Linked DNA regions of Rattus norvegicus: region 1 is linked to region 2. The links are chromatin contacts, called in public Hi-C maps. All regions are on one chromosome and are shown on one strand. Each heading gives the region's core, a stretch centred on a gene start, on an enhancer-like site or on the middle of the called end of the contact. The rest is flanking DNA. Distances are from core to core; before and after follow the strand shown. Region 1 has its middle 240 kb from the start of Rpl37al2. Region 2 has its middle 200 kb from the start of Rpl37al2.

Region 1 (6,789 bases), core at 1,557-4,056, 41 kb before region 2:
TAGCCTGGAACCAGAGCCCTCCCTCCAAATAGGAGTCACTGCAACTCACCACACTTCCTGAGCTGGGCACATCTGAGGAAAGGTTGCAGTGGGTACTTGTTACATGTCCTCTTGGTAACTGACCACTACCAAAGGTTGTGACTCCAACACTGGCAGACATGCATGTAATCCCAGCATTTGGGAGGCAGAGGTGGTCAGATAGCGAATTAGGCCAGTCTGAGCTATATAAAGAGGCTTTCTCTCAAAAGAACAATGAAACATTGATACTCAAGAAAAAAATGACAAACTTTTCTCTATGACCTACAAGACCTTCCCAAACTGACCCTGCCTACTAAGGAGACCCCATATCAACCTTCTCTACAAATGGTGCCCTCTGATCCTGCCACAGCAGCTTTCATTGCACTCTCCCAATGTAGCCTAATTCCAAGACTTTGACACTGCCTTGTGCATCCACCTGGCCACTTCTCCCTGTCCCGATCGAATTTATCTTGCCAGGTCTCTATTCAAAACCCCTTCCCAAGCAGGCTCAGAAATACTCACCTGTAATGCTAGCGACCTGGAAGGCTGAGGCAGGAAAAGCTTCAGTTTGAGGCTAGTGCGCCATCATAGTGAGACCCTGGCTTTAAAACAAAGGGGACAGAGGTGGGGAAAGATATGGTGAGATGGCTCAGAGGTTAAGAGCAGATGCTAAGGACCAGGATTCAGCTCCTAGCATCTACATGGTCGTTCTCAACAATCGGTAAGTCCACTTCCAGGGGATCCAATGCTCCATTCTGGCATCCTACATGCAGATGGTTCAGGGATATACATGCAGGCAAAACACTCATACACATGAAAAACCTTAAAATTGTTTAGCAAGGCACTGTCTCTAAAAAAATAAACTAGAGATGTAACTCAATGGTAGAGCGACGTTAGTACGTGCAAGACAATGATCTCAGCTGACACATACAAGCCCTTCCCTAACCAACGTGCCTTAAAGAGCTCTACATATCTTTTCCACTGCTCGACTTGCCTGAGACACCCATCCATTGCTTTATTTACTATCTTCTGGCTTCCCACTTGAGTGGAGGGATACTGGGGACAGGGCTGCCTTCTTCAGCACTCAATCCTCATGCCTAAACCTGAGCTCAGAACATAGTATGTGCTCAAGAAATACTGGTCAGTGTTGGCCTTTAATCCCAGCACTCGGGAGGCAGGAGCAGGCGGATCTCTGCGAGTCTGAGGCCAGCCTGGTCTACAGAGTGAGTTCTAGGACAGCCTCGGCTGTTACACAGAGAAATTCTGCCTCTAAATACTCTGTTAGAAAGAAAGAAAAGAAAGGAAGGAAGGGAAGGAAGGAAGGAGGGAAGGAGGGAGGGAGGAAAGAGGGAGGAAAGAAAGGGAGGAAGGAAGGAAATACATACATACATACATACATACATACATACATACATACATACATACATACATACTGGTAAGAATGAATGGGTATGGCCACATCCACCAGCCTCATACACATGGCTGGAACTGAGAAGTACCTGGACAACTGGAACAGAACAGCTAGACCAACCAGTTCATGCCCCTCCCCATATCTCACCCCAGTTTCTACCATAAGTCCACATAAGTCCTTATAAAAGCCCCCAGACTAGAAACTTGATGGTACCCTGTTTCCTGGGACCCCTCCTGTTACATACTAGCTCTGTGCTCTTGTGTGCCTGCCCCTGTTGCCACCTACAAATCTATGATAAATAGACTGCTCTCCAAAACTCACCATCTGCGGTCTATGAATTTCATTCTTCAAATTCTCAAGACAAGAACCCAAAAGCCACGGGCTCAGGGTGTCTTGGGTAGCTGTGGAGTTTCCAGGACTCTAGAAAAGCCCCATTGTTCTCAGCGACACGCCAAAATTCCTGTATTGCACACACACTAAATTTTGTTTGTTTGCTTTTTGTTTGTTTTATTTTCAGAAAACAGTGTCATAAAGACAGTAGCCAGTCGTGGCTGGCCTAAAACTCACTGTGTAGACCAGACTGGCCTGTAACTCACAAAAATCCACTAACCTCGGAAATTGAAAAAGAAAAATCCACATATAAACTCTTTGTTTAGAGTTTAGGCATGCTAATGCTCTGAGGACCACATGGCACATGGGAGGCCTGAGCAATGAGAAGGGATTGCCTGGCTCTGTGTGGCTTTGGAGAAGCACAGGAGGTAGCTAGCCAGAAAGACTTACTTGGCCCAAGCCCTAGGAAGAATTTAACACTAACTTTACCCATAAGACCTTTGAAAGGACAAAGAATCAGGGTAGTGGCAAGAGTAGCTTATCCAGCACATTGGTTCTGTAGCTCCCAAGAACAGGACTCAGAAAATCTCTGACACTCCTCCACCCACCACCTCCACCCACACCAGTCGCTGTCACCCTTCCTAGATGGCCATCCCCAAGGTTTCACTTACAGATGCAAGGAAAACGGATGTAGCCCAACTTTCTCTCATTTCTGTTTGCCTCTATTGTGGGCATCCCTACCACTGTGGAGGTGGTCAGCTAAGAGCTGCATCTGCCAAGATCTCACAGGGGCGAGATGAGGAGATTTCAGTTGCTTCTGGTGTTTCAACCTCTTTTCTGATCTGGGAGGAGGAAGAAAGCCAACCCACGTGGGTGACTCAGAAAACAAGCCTAGATAAGAGCATATTGACAGGCTCAGCGAGCAGGCCCCTCATTCACACCGGCTTCAAAGACAAACACTTTCCGTTTGTCGATTTGTTTTAGGCCCTTGCCGAATCTGCAACTCTGTGGCCTTGACTCTAAAAATAAATCTCCTGCAGTAATGACTAGGCAAAGAGGAAGGCGTGCAGGGAAGGAAAAGAGGAGGCAGGCAAAGCGAAGACAGGCCAGGAGAGAAACCGAATACCAAAACAGGAAGAAGGGATGTGGGGAACTCGCCCCCGGCTGCTTCCTCCAGAGCAATAGCTAGGTGTATTGCAAAAGCCATCAGCAGGACCAGCTGTGACCCGCAGAGGCCTGCGGTTGATCAGAGCCCAACTTGGGAACAGGGTTGGGGAGGAGGGAGGGAGTGGGGACAGACAGTCCTAGTGAGCCATTTTGCCTTTAACCTGCTGCTACAAGCCTACCAACCAATAGCTCATTGACAACTGGGAGCCTATTAGAAATGCAGATTCGCCAGCCCCACCAGAGACCCTCAGAAGCACACCACGGGTAAGGATGAGCCTCAAGATCATTGGAGATGGAAAAGTCAGGCAGGGTCCCTGGGCGTCACTGAATGTAACCCAACTGAGGTGAAGTGGGCTCTTCACTTTCCTCACCCCAAACAAGTAGAAGTTGAGCCTTCCCCCTCCCTGGCCCCATGGGGAAGATGGTGCCTAGAACTTTGCTTACAACAAAGGAACAGCAAACACCTCAGAACCGTCTCTTGTTGATCACAGTCTGCACTCTTAGAATGTGCCTGTTTAGCACCTGGACCCAGGATCCTTAGGAGGTTTTTAGGTTCGTGTTCACTCAGCAGGGAAGTAACATGCCACTCCCAGGGGTCGTCTGAGACCTGATCTTAGCTTCCTCGTGGCTTCAGTCTGAAATGTTCCCTTGTCTCTACTTTGTGACTGTGGCTTTTGATTCACACCTTCATCCCTACATCCTGTCCTTCACTTGGGCCTGGCTGATGCACGAAACCCAGTCCTTACTGTTTTCATCAGTTCTCCAAAGAGACTATGCATCCTCCCTGTTGCTCTGTGGTTAGAAACTGTTATTTAGTGTGGATTCTGGGTCCCTGGCTCTTGCTCAGGCTGGGCAGGTGAGCAGGCAAGCCATTGTTTAGATGCTGAGCAGGTGACAAATAGGTATGGCTGTTCTTCACTAGAATTCTAAATAGTGGCTGTCACTCTTCATTGACTATAAAATGTACAAATGTGAATGATAAGAAAGAACGTAACTGTGGCCCATCTTATCAAATTTATTTTAGCTGTGCTTTAAAATCAATTTAATTTGTAAATTATTCATGGCATGTAGCAACTTGCACATCCCAAACCCTAGGCTTTTAAAGATTGCCCTAACTTTTCCTAGACGTTTGTAGATTTTTTTATCATTTTTTTATTACAAGAGTAATGCATATCTATTCTAGAAAATGTGGATACTACAGATAAGCAAAACTAATTATTTCATTATTATCACCTTTAATCCTATGACCAAGAAATAATCACTGGTAACATTTGGGTGTATATCCATCAGTCTTTTTTCATTCTCTACACACACATGTGAACGGCTCACTTGCTCTCTCCTTTTAAAGTCAATGCGTGCATGCTAGCTTGTCTCCATCAATGCTTTCCCCTTTGTACTGGAGCCCCACAGCCCCAGCCCCATCGTGTTCCAAGGCCAATTCCTATCAGCCCACCAGGACAAATTCTGAGCACTTCTTTCTACCTCTGCTGCATTTAGCAACTGTGGGTTGTTGGTGTTTGGGATCAGCCATGTTAGAAAATGTTCCCCACCAAGGTTTTGGCTTTCTTTTATTTTGCACCCCTCGCCCCAGACACTCAGGTGTTAGCATACCTCTGCATTGCATGTACGGATACCCAGGGCTGGCTTCGTGAGCAGGAAAACTGAGGGGTCAGCCAGAGCCTACAGTCACAGTGGCCTCGTGGATGATTTAATGCTGGACTGCCTCTATCTTGTAATTCTTAATAAGTTTGCTATTCATCCTGGGTCTCAGAACTGAAGCCTGTCAGGTGAACAGAGCATACGTGCATAAGGGAGCTATGCATTTTACGTAGGCTGGCCTTTCTGCGGGGCTCCATTAGTATGCAGTGGCCCCCAAGTGTGGCATTCAAGTGAGCCCATAAGGCTTGGAAGCTCAGGGTGACTGGGAATAGGGACACGGTGAGGATGTTACATTCACAACTGAGGAAAAGACAGTAGACAGCCTATGGAGGCTTTTCCATTTCAGATGCAGAAAGGCATGTGAAAAACCAAACCAAACCAAATGACCATGAACCAGGCCAGGGAAAAGAATAAATGGTACTGTTGGGCCAGCAAAATGGCTGAGTAAAGTAAAGATGCCTGCTGCCGAGTCTGATGACCTGAATTCAATCCCCACGACCCACGTGGGGGATGGGGACAACCAACTTTTTTTCTGACCACTGCATGGTATCCATGTGCAGCCCCCATCCAAAGTACAGCAAATAAAATGATGTGTAATTCAATTAAAAGAAATAAGGATTTCAGGTTGGTGGTACATAGCTTTATCTAAATGTATGTATGTATATATTTATGTATGAATTATGTATACATTTTCGAGGCAATATTTCATTGTGTAGCTCCATTTCAAAGACAGGAGTATATCTGTCAGTTTGGGGCCAGCCTGTTCTACATACCAATTTCAGGTCACTCAGAGTTATAAAATGAAATGCTACCTCAAAAATACACACATACACGCATACATACATACATACATACATACATACATACATACATACATACATACAAATAAACAGTGCTCTTTTTTGATAAGGGGAAATGTTGGGACGCCTTATGCATACTAGAGAAGTACTTTATCACTGAGCCATATCTTCAGGCCATATTTTTTCCCTTGCATTCCTTTTGTGTATCCATCAGCCACTTTTGCTGCAAATGGTGACAGAAAAAGAAGGGGAAAGATGAGGCAACTTATACTTTCCTTTTCTTCTACTCCTTCCTTTACTCACAAGTAAGCTGCAAGCAGAGTGGGTAGAAAGCAAACCAGTGAGGAAGTCAAAGAGATTAGTTGAGTTAGTTCTCTGCTGCCTTTCTAGCCTTCTGGTAAGAACAAAATACATATGCATGTACGAGCAATAGAGCACAAATTGTGTAATTCCGGTGATGCTACAAACTAGTTAAATGCTCTTATATTTGCATTTAAAACTGACAGCACACACTATGTGGATGAATGGTGCATTCATGTTAATAACTTAAATTTTCTAATTTTTCTTTACTTAGCAACGCATTAACTAGCAAATAAACACCATAAGTCAAAAGAGGGTGCATGGAGGAAAGTGGGGGAAAGCATTATATCTTAATGTCTGCTGTAGTTCAAAGGTTTGTGCTCCCTCCCAAACTCATGTAACTCTCCAAGGCAATGGTTTTAAGAGGTAGAGCTATTAGGAGGTATGAAGGCTAAGCCCAACTGTCAACTTGATGAGATCTAGATTCAGGCCTCTGCCTGTAGAGGGTTATCTTAAGTAGGTTAATTGAGGTGAGGGGTACCTTGCCCTGCTGAGATCCTGGACTCTCTAAAATGGAGGAATTGAGCTGAGCACTAGCATTCATTTCTCTCAGAATGACTACAATGTAAGGTGAGGAGCTGCTTCAAGCTCCTGTCGCCATCTTGATTTCTCCACCCATAAACTATGAGCCAAAATAAATCCTTCCTACCTTCACTTGCTTTTGTGAGAGTATTTTACCATAGCAACTGGAAAAGTAACTGAGACAGATGTGACTAAGACAGGTGACTGAGCCATGAGGGCTCAGTCTTCAAAAATGGCATTACATGGACTTAGAAAAGCATTTGAAGGAACGAGTTTGTCCCCTTTGGTTGCCATATTTGATGCCATATGGGGACACAGTGCTCCTCCCCTCCAGAGGACACAGCAACAAAGGCACCATCTTGGAATTGAGATAAGACTCTCACCAGACCCCAAACTAGTTCTTACCTTGATCTTTGAGTCTAAGCCTCCAGAATTGCTAAGAAACAAATTTCTTTTGACTATAAATGACCCACCTCAGGTGACTTCATCATAGCAGCACAAAGTAAACTTAGCCAGATCCTT
Region 2 (6,718 bases), core at 1,782-4,281:
GTAGCAAAAAGCAATTTAAAGCAAATCTCTAGGGCTAGGGATGTATCGTGCTAACATAGTACGCTTGGGGCCCTAGATTCAATTCCGAGTATTTTTTTTTTTGGTTCTTTTTTTTTCGGAGCTGGGGACCGAACCCAGGGCCTTGCGCTTCCTAGGCAAGCGCTCTACCACTGAGCTAAATCCCCAACCCCGCCAATTCCGAGTATTAAAAATTGAGGAGGAGAAAAGAAATAGATAGGTGGATGGATGGATGGATGGATGGATGGATGGATGGATGGATGGACAGACAGACACAAAAAAAATGAAAAATAAAGGAGATGAGTTGGCAGGTAAAGATTCTAGTGCACAAACTTCCTGACTCCTTCTATCCTAAAACCTGATTTAAATGCCATGTGTGGGGGCTATGGTGAGGGTGTGTGGGGGCTGGGGGATGGGGGGGATGGTACAGGTCATGGCACGCCTTTAATCCCAACACTGGGGAGACAGAGGCAGGCAGATCTTTGAGTTCAAGGCCAACCTGGTCTACAGAGTGAGTTCCAGGACAGCCAGGGCTACACAGAGAAACCCTGTCTGGGAAGAGAAGAAAACAAAAGTGAGCAGCCAAAAACCCAGGTGTGACCCCAGAACTCCTAATAGGGATGGGAGGCTGAGAGGGGAGAATCTCATGGGAGGTCTCGGCCAGCTAGCCTGTAGTGTATATATAGCCAGGAGCAGAAACAAGAGACCATTGCCTTCTGAAACTTGTCCTTCAGCCTCTACATGCATGAGAGGACACACACACACACACACACACACACACACACACACACACACAATGTATATATAAATTAAATATAAACAAATGTCTGCCCCTGGGGAGGCTACTGTGCTCGCTGTTAAGAGAGAAAGGTCAGAAATCAGATAATCAAATATACTACATTGTACCTGATGTTCAATAATACCAAGAGGTCTAAGACAGTAAGGAGGACAGGCTAGGGAGAGTTCATGACCTTCCAGAGTTCCAGGCCACTTCCAAAGAGCAGTAGCCTTGCCAATGGGCACTAATTCTGCTATGATTGGGGTAGGAAAGTTTAGGAGGGTTGTTTGGTTGTTGTTTTCTCTTTTTAATTATGCTCATCAATGCTGGGGGCTGTGTATGTGAGTGCAGTGCCTCTAGAGGCCAGAAGAGGGCGTTGGATTTCCCCAGAACTGAAGTCACACATGAGTGTGAGCCACCAGCAATGGGTTCTGGGAAGAAAACTCCGAGTTGTCTGCAAAAGCAGCAAGTGCTCCCTCCAGCCCAGCTTAGATTTCGAGAAGAGGACCTGCCTTGGCAGGGGCATGGTATTGTCCTCACTGGAATTTAGCTTGAGAGAGGGGGAAAGCAAAAGCCACAGAGGACAGCCACCCATAAAAACAGTCTAGAAGTGTTCTTTGCCATGTAGGCCAACAGGGTCTACTAAATCAGTACATGTCACCTACGAAAGAGACAAAGGACAATTAGGGGATAGCAAAGGATGGGCTTTTGGGTGGGAAGTAGCTGTCTACAGAATTGGGGGGGTGAATGAAGAGATGGGAGGCAGGAGATGGCAGGTGGCATTTGAAGGAACTCAGTTGGCTCAGTCATTACCCTTGCCCTCTGCTAGGGAAAATTGAAGTCCCATGCCCATAAGCCCCTAGAAATCCTAGAGACCCTTGTACCTAATGATAACCCACACAGTGGAAGCTTGCTTCTAATAAAAACACTTAAAGATCAAATTTTCCATGTAAATAGTGGGGGGGAATGTACTTGGGACTCAATCTCCCAAAGGACAGTTGAATCAAAACTAAATTGTTGTTGTTGTTGTTGTTGTTGTTGTTGTTGTTGTTGTCGTTGTTGTTGTTTTAATCCCAGGTATTACAGGAACTTAAAATAATTGAGTTCAAGCAAACAGTTAAATTGATAGGGTGTGGTGGTGGTACATACCTGGAATCTTAGCACTCGGGAGGCTGAGGCAAGATAGTATGGGCTACATAGGAAGGTTCAAGCAATGTGCTAGGAAGTTTGATTGGAAATTCAAAGCTTCTCTTTTCCCCTAACCGAATCATCTAGTGACACAACAGTCTGTACTTGACTTACACACCATCATAAAGAGAATAACTCAAAATGCTCAAGGGCTGCGTCAGCTGTTTTCCAAGAGATCTGCTTCTGAAAGCTCCTTTGCCCTCCTGGCTTGTGGATGGGTCCTTCCACTGAGAATAGTGCCAACCCACTCACCATGCCCAAGGCTGGGATGTGGGCCAGGGGAACAGTGCTTGTAGCATTCACAAGGCCCTGGTTCCATTAGTGTTTGGGATAGGGGTAGGGAGGTTGTGAAGCAGACCTACAGTGAATGAATGAATGAATGAATGAATGAATGACTCCTTCTAAGTTGGGAGCAATAGCCAGAACCATTCTCACTGGTTTCAGGAAATTCATTCAGCAGCTTCAGGCCTACATGCCTGCTAGTGTTGGGCTATGACCCTGGAAAGGCCAAGGCAAGATAGATAGATGATGCACCTAGCTGATCAGAAAGGAAGATTATCTGGGTGGGGGCAGATTTTATACAGTTATTTCATTAGTGGCTATTTCTGTACTGTGATAACTTGTCATAGAACCACAGTGACCTAGACAGTAAATGTTTTGAGAAAGATACAGAGACCTGGACCTAGATAGACCCAACCCTCCACTCTGTACTTCAGTTGCAATGTCCACTAAACACCTCCAGGAATTGCCATCTAAGAAAAATAAAGATGGCCGGAAGGTTCCTATCAGGCAATGGCAGTTCTTAACCCCCAAATCTTTCGGACTCGCTCTCTTCGGTCTCCTTTGTGTTGCTGTGTTTTTCTTCAAGGGCCTGACTCAAGAGGTGGAGTATTACCCGCTCAGTGCTCCGCGCCCACAAAGCCACATTTATGTAATCATTCCAAAACTCACAACTCCTGAGAACTTTGAGGAATGTTATTAGGCCCTGGAGGCCAGAAGGGCCGTTTCCAGGGTAACAGCAGCTCCATACAAGGCAGCCAGCAAGGCCTTTCCCTCCCTCCACTCCTTCAGACCATGTTCAGTGACAACCCATGCCTAGAGCTCAGGAGCCACATCTTATAGCCCTCACCCGCCAGACCAGGACTCACCGGAAGGGCCCATCACTAGCCTACGAGCACCATACGGCCACCCCATCCTACTTCAAATATGTTCCTGTGGGTCAGCAGTCTGCAAGGCTGGCTGCGGTTTGGAAAGTTAGAGATGTGAGGTACTCCAGCCAGCATTTGTTTTTTCCACAGTGTAGCCCCAGGCGAGCTGGCTGCCTTTTGTTTTGTGCAGAGGTGGAAATGAGAATTGTCTGTAACAGAGCGAATGCTCTTCCCAAGTGCTGTAGCAACTGCCTCGGGCTGCCTGTGAGACCCACCACCCCTTACCTGGGCTGAGCCTTCTTACTTCAGTGGTTACCCATTGGGTAAAAGAGAGTTGGAAAGGAAGAGGGAGGCAGGTAGGGAGCATTTCACATTGACTTTTCTCCCTATGGTGTGAGGTAGCCTGATAAAGCCTTACAGTACCACTGAGGACCCATAGTTCTCATTCTCTCTCTCTCTCTCTCTCTCTCTCTCTCTCTCTCTCTCTCTCTCTCTGTGTGTGTGTGTGTGTGTGTGTGTGTGTGTGTGTGTGAGTGTGTGTGTGTGTGTGTGTGTGTGTGAGAGAGAGAGAGAGAGAGAGAGAGAGAGAGAGAGAGAGAGAGAGGAACGCATGTACTAACACACTGCACTGCACACACATACCACCATAAACTCGTATCTCATGGAAATCCAAGATTGGAGCTCTATGTTCTCAGGGCCAAGACAGATCATGACCATGGGACATCCAGATGTGTGTTCTCCTATCTCTGGATGCCCCACGGTCTCTGTTCCCACAGTCACAAAGCTCAGTCTTATGTATACTTACAAATTTCTTAAGTGATGCCTGGAAGAAGCAGCTGTTTGCTCCAATGACACCACCCCTGTCTGATTCATATGGAGTCACCCTTCCAGATGACTCCTGCCTCCTGGGAATAGACGTCACTAACAGGAAACCCCTGGGACTGGGAGATTCACCCTTGAGAATGAGAGAACCCAGGAGAGAGTGAAATAGAACTCGAGAACTCAGGAAACAAAAGAGACTAGGATGGTGCCCGGTGGCACTATTTAGGTTCAGTGACAGTGCAGGGAAGGGACAGACTTGGGATAGAGGTAGAGGGTTCAGGAGATGTGCTGAGACTAGCCCTTGGATGAAAGAGATCTGCTGGCACAGAGACGAGTGAACAGCCCGGCCATATGTGAGCAGAGAGGACCACACATAGAACCCAGGTCTGCTTGTTTCGTTCAGAGAATTTTTTGAGCCATCCAACATCTACCTATTATGCATGGCTACTTATTATGGGCAAGGCACCATGGGCAGAACTCCAGGGGACTCGTGGCTAATTAGGCAGGACAAAGGGCCAGAACAAAATGACATATGATCTAAGTTTGGGTGTCACCCCACCACCACCAGCAGCAACAGCAGCAGCAGCAGCAACAGACCCTGAAATAAGCATCTGGGTATAATTTTTTTCTCTTTGTTTTTGTGGTGCTTCGGGTGAAACCTGAAACCTTATACATGCTAGGTATGTGTTGTACCACTCTGCTATACTCCCACCCATAGGGCAACTATTTATCTGGGAAGAGGCAGGGAAAGAATTGGACAGGCTACTGTATTTTGTGTTTGTTTGTTTGTTTTGGGTTTCTCAAGATGGGGTTTCTCTGTGTAGTCCTGGCTTTCCTGGAATTCAGTCTGTAGACCAAGCTGGCCTCGAACTCAGAGATTGACCTGTCTCAGTCTCCTGAGTGCTAGGATTAAAGGGACGCTACCACCACCTGACTGAATAGACTAGTGTTATGGGCAACTAACTGGAACTACTCCAGAGCAAGGGGGTGGGGGTGGGTGGGTTAAGCAACCCCAGTTCCCATCACTCATTGATAGAGGCCTACTCCTGGAGAACATAATTTCCTGAGAGTGCCTGTCTGCTTCCGGTAGTCACAGAGGACTCAGGTGGTCAGAGACGGCCCGAAGGCACAGGGACACAGGTGCTGGCAGCTGTGTGCACAGAAAGGATAACCAAAGGGGGATATAGACAAGGTACCATGGCCTCTCCTCCACATGTGGCTGTGGAAACCCAAAGAAGATAGGGACTTGTATCCTTAGGAAAGAGATCAAGATAGAGATGGGTCCCAGCACACACCTTGGATGACCTAGAGGGGCTTCAGAAGTTGGCATTGGGGAACTAGTTCACTATTTCAAACTGAAGGGAATAACAGGAATAATAGCCAAATAATGGAGCGGCTGAGTCTCAGAACCTGCTTTGCCCGATGAACAGTGGCAATTAAAAGAGAAATCCAGCCACACTATGAAGGACTGACTTTATCCTTCATTCCACAAACAGTGGGGGACCACTGAAGGTGTCTGAGCAAAGATGACATTGAGTTGTGTTGTAGAAACATTAACCCAGTCAAAAACCAAGGGGACAACTTGGAAGTGAGGAAACTAGATTAAAAAAAAAAATCCCCAAGTGAATATTTGTTAGCCATCATGGAGATGATTTTAGCAGGCAGGAAGATGAAGGGGGCACCCTGTTGCTCTGGCCCCAAGGGAAAGGCCCCTGAAAAGAATTGTGTGGGAGCTGCTGAAAAGGGGACCAGTACGTCAGCTGCTTGGCCTGATTGTTCCCTCTGGCAAAGATTTGGGCCCACTCATTTCTCTCCTATTTGCTTTCCTCCCAAACCGCTTTTGGCCTCTGGTTTCCGAAAGCTTTGCTCAGTGCGTTTAAACAGCATTTCACAGCATGGCCGAGCAATAACAAATGGCGCCTGGTGGCTCGCCTGCTGGTGGCTTAAAAAACAATTGATGACTTTTAATCAGCTGAATGAGCATGGGACAAATGACAGCATGGCCTGAATGCGGCCCAGACGTCATCGGCTGACATCAGTGGGGAGGAGGGAAGTGCCCTTCTGGCAAGCTTGGGAACAAACAAGAACAGCCTCAGCAGGTCTCTCTCTCTCCCTCTCCCTCTCCCTCTCCCTCTCCCTCTCCCTCTCCCTCTCCCTCTCCCTCTCCCTCTCCCTCTCCCTCTCCCTCTCTCCTCCCTCCCTCCCTTTCTGTCTCTGTTGTCTGTTTCTGTCTCTGTCTCTCCCTCCCTCCCTCTCTGTTGACTGTCTCTGTGTCTTTCCGTGTGTCTCTCTGTGTGTCTGTCTGTCTCTCTCTCTGTCTGTCTCTCTGTCTGTCTGCCCACCCCCACCCCCCTCAGAGCTACCTCCAGGAGCCAACTTCAAAGCCATCACCTGTACTTTTTTGGTGCGTGGGGGGTTGGAGAGGATGTAGAAGTGCAGCAGAAGCAGCAAGTGTAAACCTCTGGGAAGGCCACCTACCTGCACATCCTGTCATGAAATCTGCCAGGCAGAGGCTGGAGCCCTGCCAGGTCAGACTCCTGTTGTCACCTGGTAACCATGGGCAAGTGGGTTCCCCTACAGGCTTTTCTCGCTTAGGGAAAGGGAGTCCTTAGCCCAGTGGAATGGCGCATGCCTAAGAATCCCAGCATTTGAAAGACCAGACAGGAGGATTGCTTTAAGTTTGAGGCCAGCCTAGACTACAGATGGGAAGCTTGGCCAGCCTGAACTACATAGCAAGACCCCTGTCTCAAAAAAAAAAAAAAAA

The links. Hi-C and Micro-C count contacts between places; a contact is called where the count stands out from the background.
Region 1: a contact with region 2 is called in a Hi-C map of Schwann cells, with 3 times the contacts expected there. The contact joins two enhancer-like sites. A contact is called at or near these places in 3 of 12 Hi-C or Micro-C datasets (the A7r5 cell line, the Rat2 cell line and Schwann cells).

What each region holds. Positions count from the first base shown.
Region 1 is chrX:13,694,183-13,700,971 of GRCr8, reverse strand. No RefSeq gene overlaps it. Among named protein-coding and RNA genes, the nearest start is that of Rpl37al2, 240 kb to the right of the region's middle. Within about 2 kb of position 2,806, at least 10 of the 93 cell types and tissues checked have an H3K27ac peak or open chromatin away from gene starts, as enhancers often do. A contact at or near this core is called in the A7r5 cell line and Schwann cells, where this site is marked.
Region 2 is chrX:13,653,369-13,660,086 of GRCr8, reverse strand. No RefSeq gene overlaps it. Among named protein-coding and RNA genes, the nearest start is that of Rpl37al2, 200 kb to the right of the region's middle. Within about 2 kb of position 3,031, at least 10 of the 93 cell types and tissues checked have an H3K27ac peak or open chromatin away from gene starts, as enhancers often do. A contact at or near this core is called in the A7r5 cell line and Schwann cells, where this site is marked.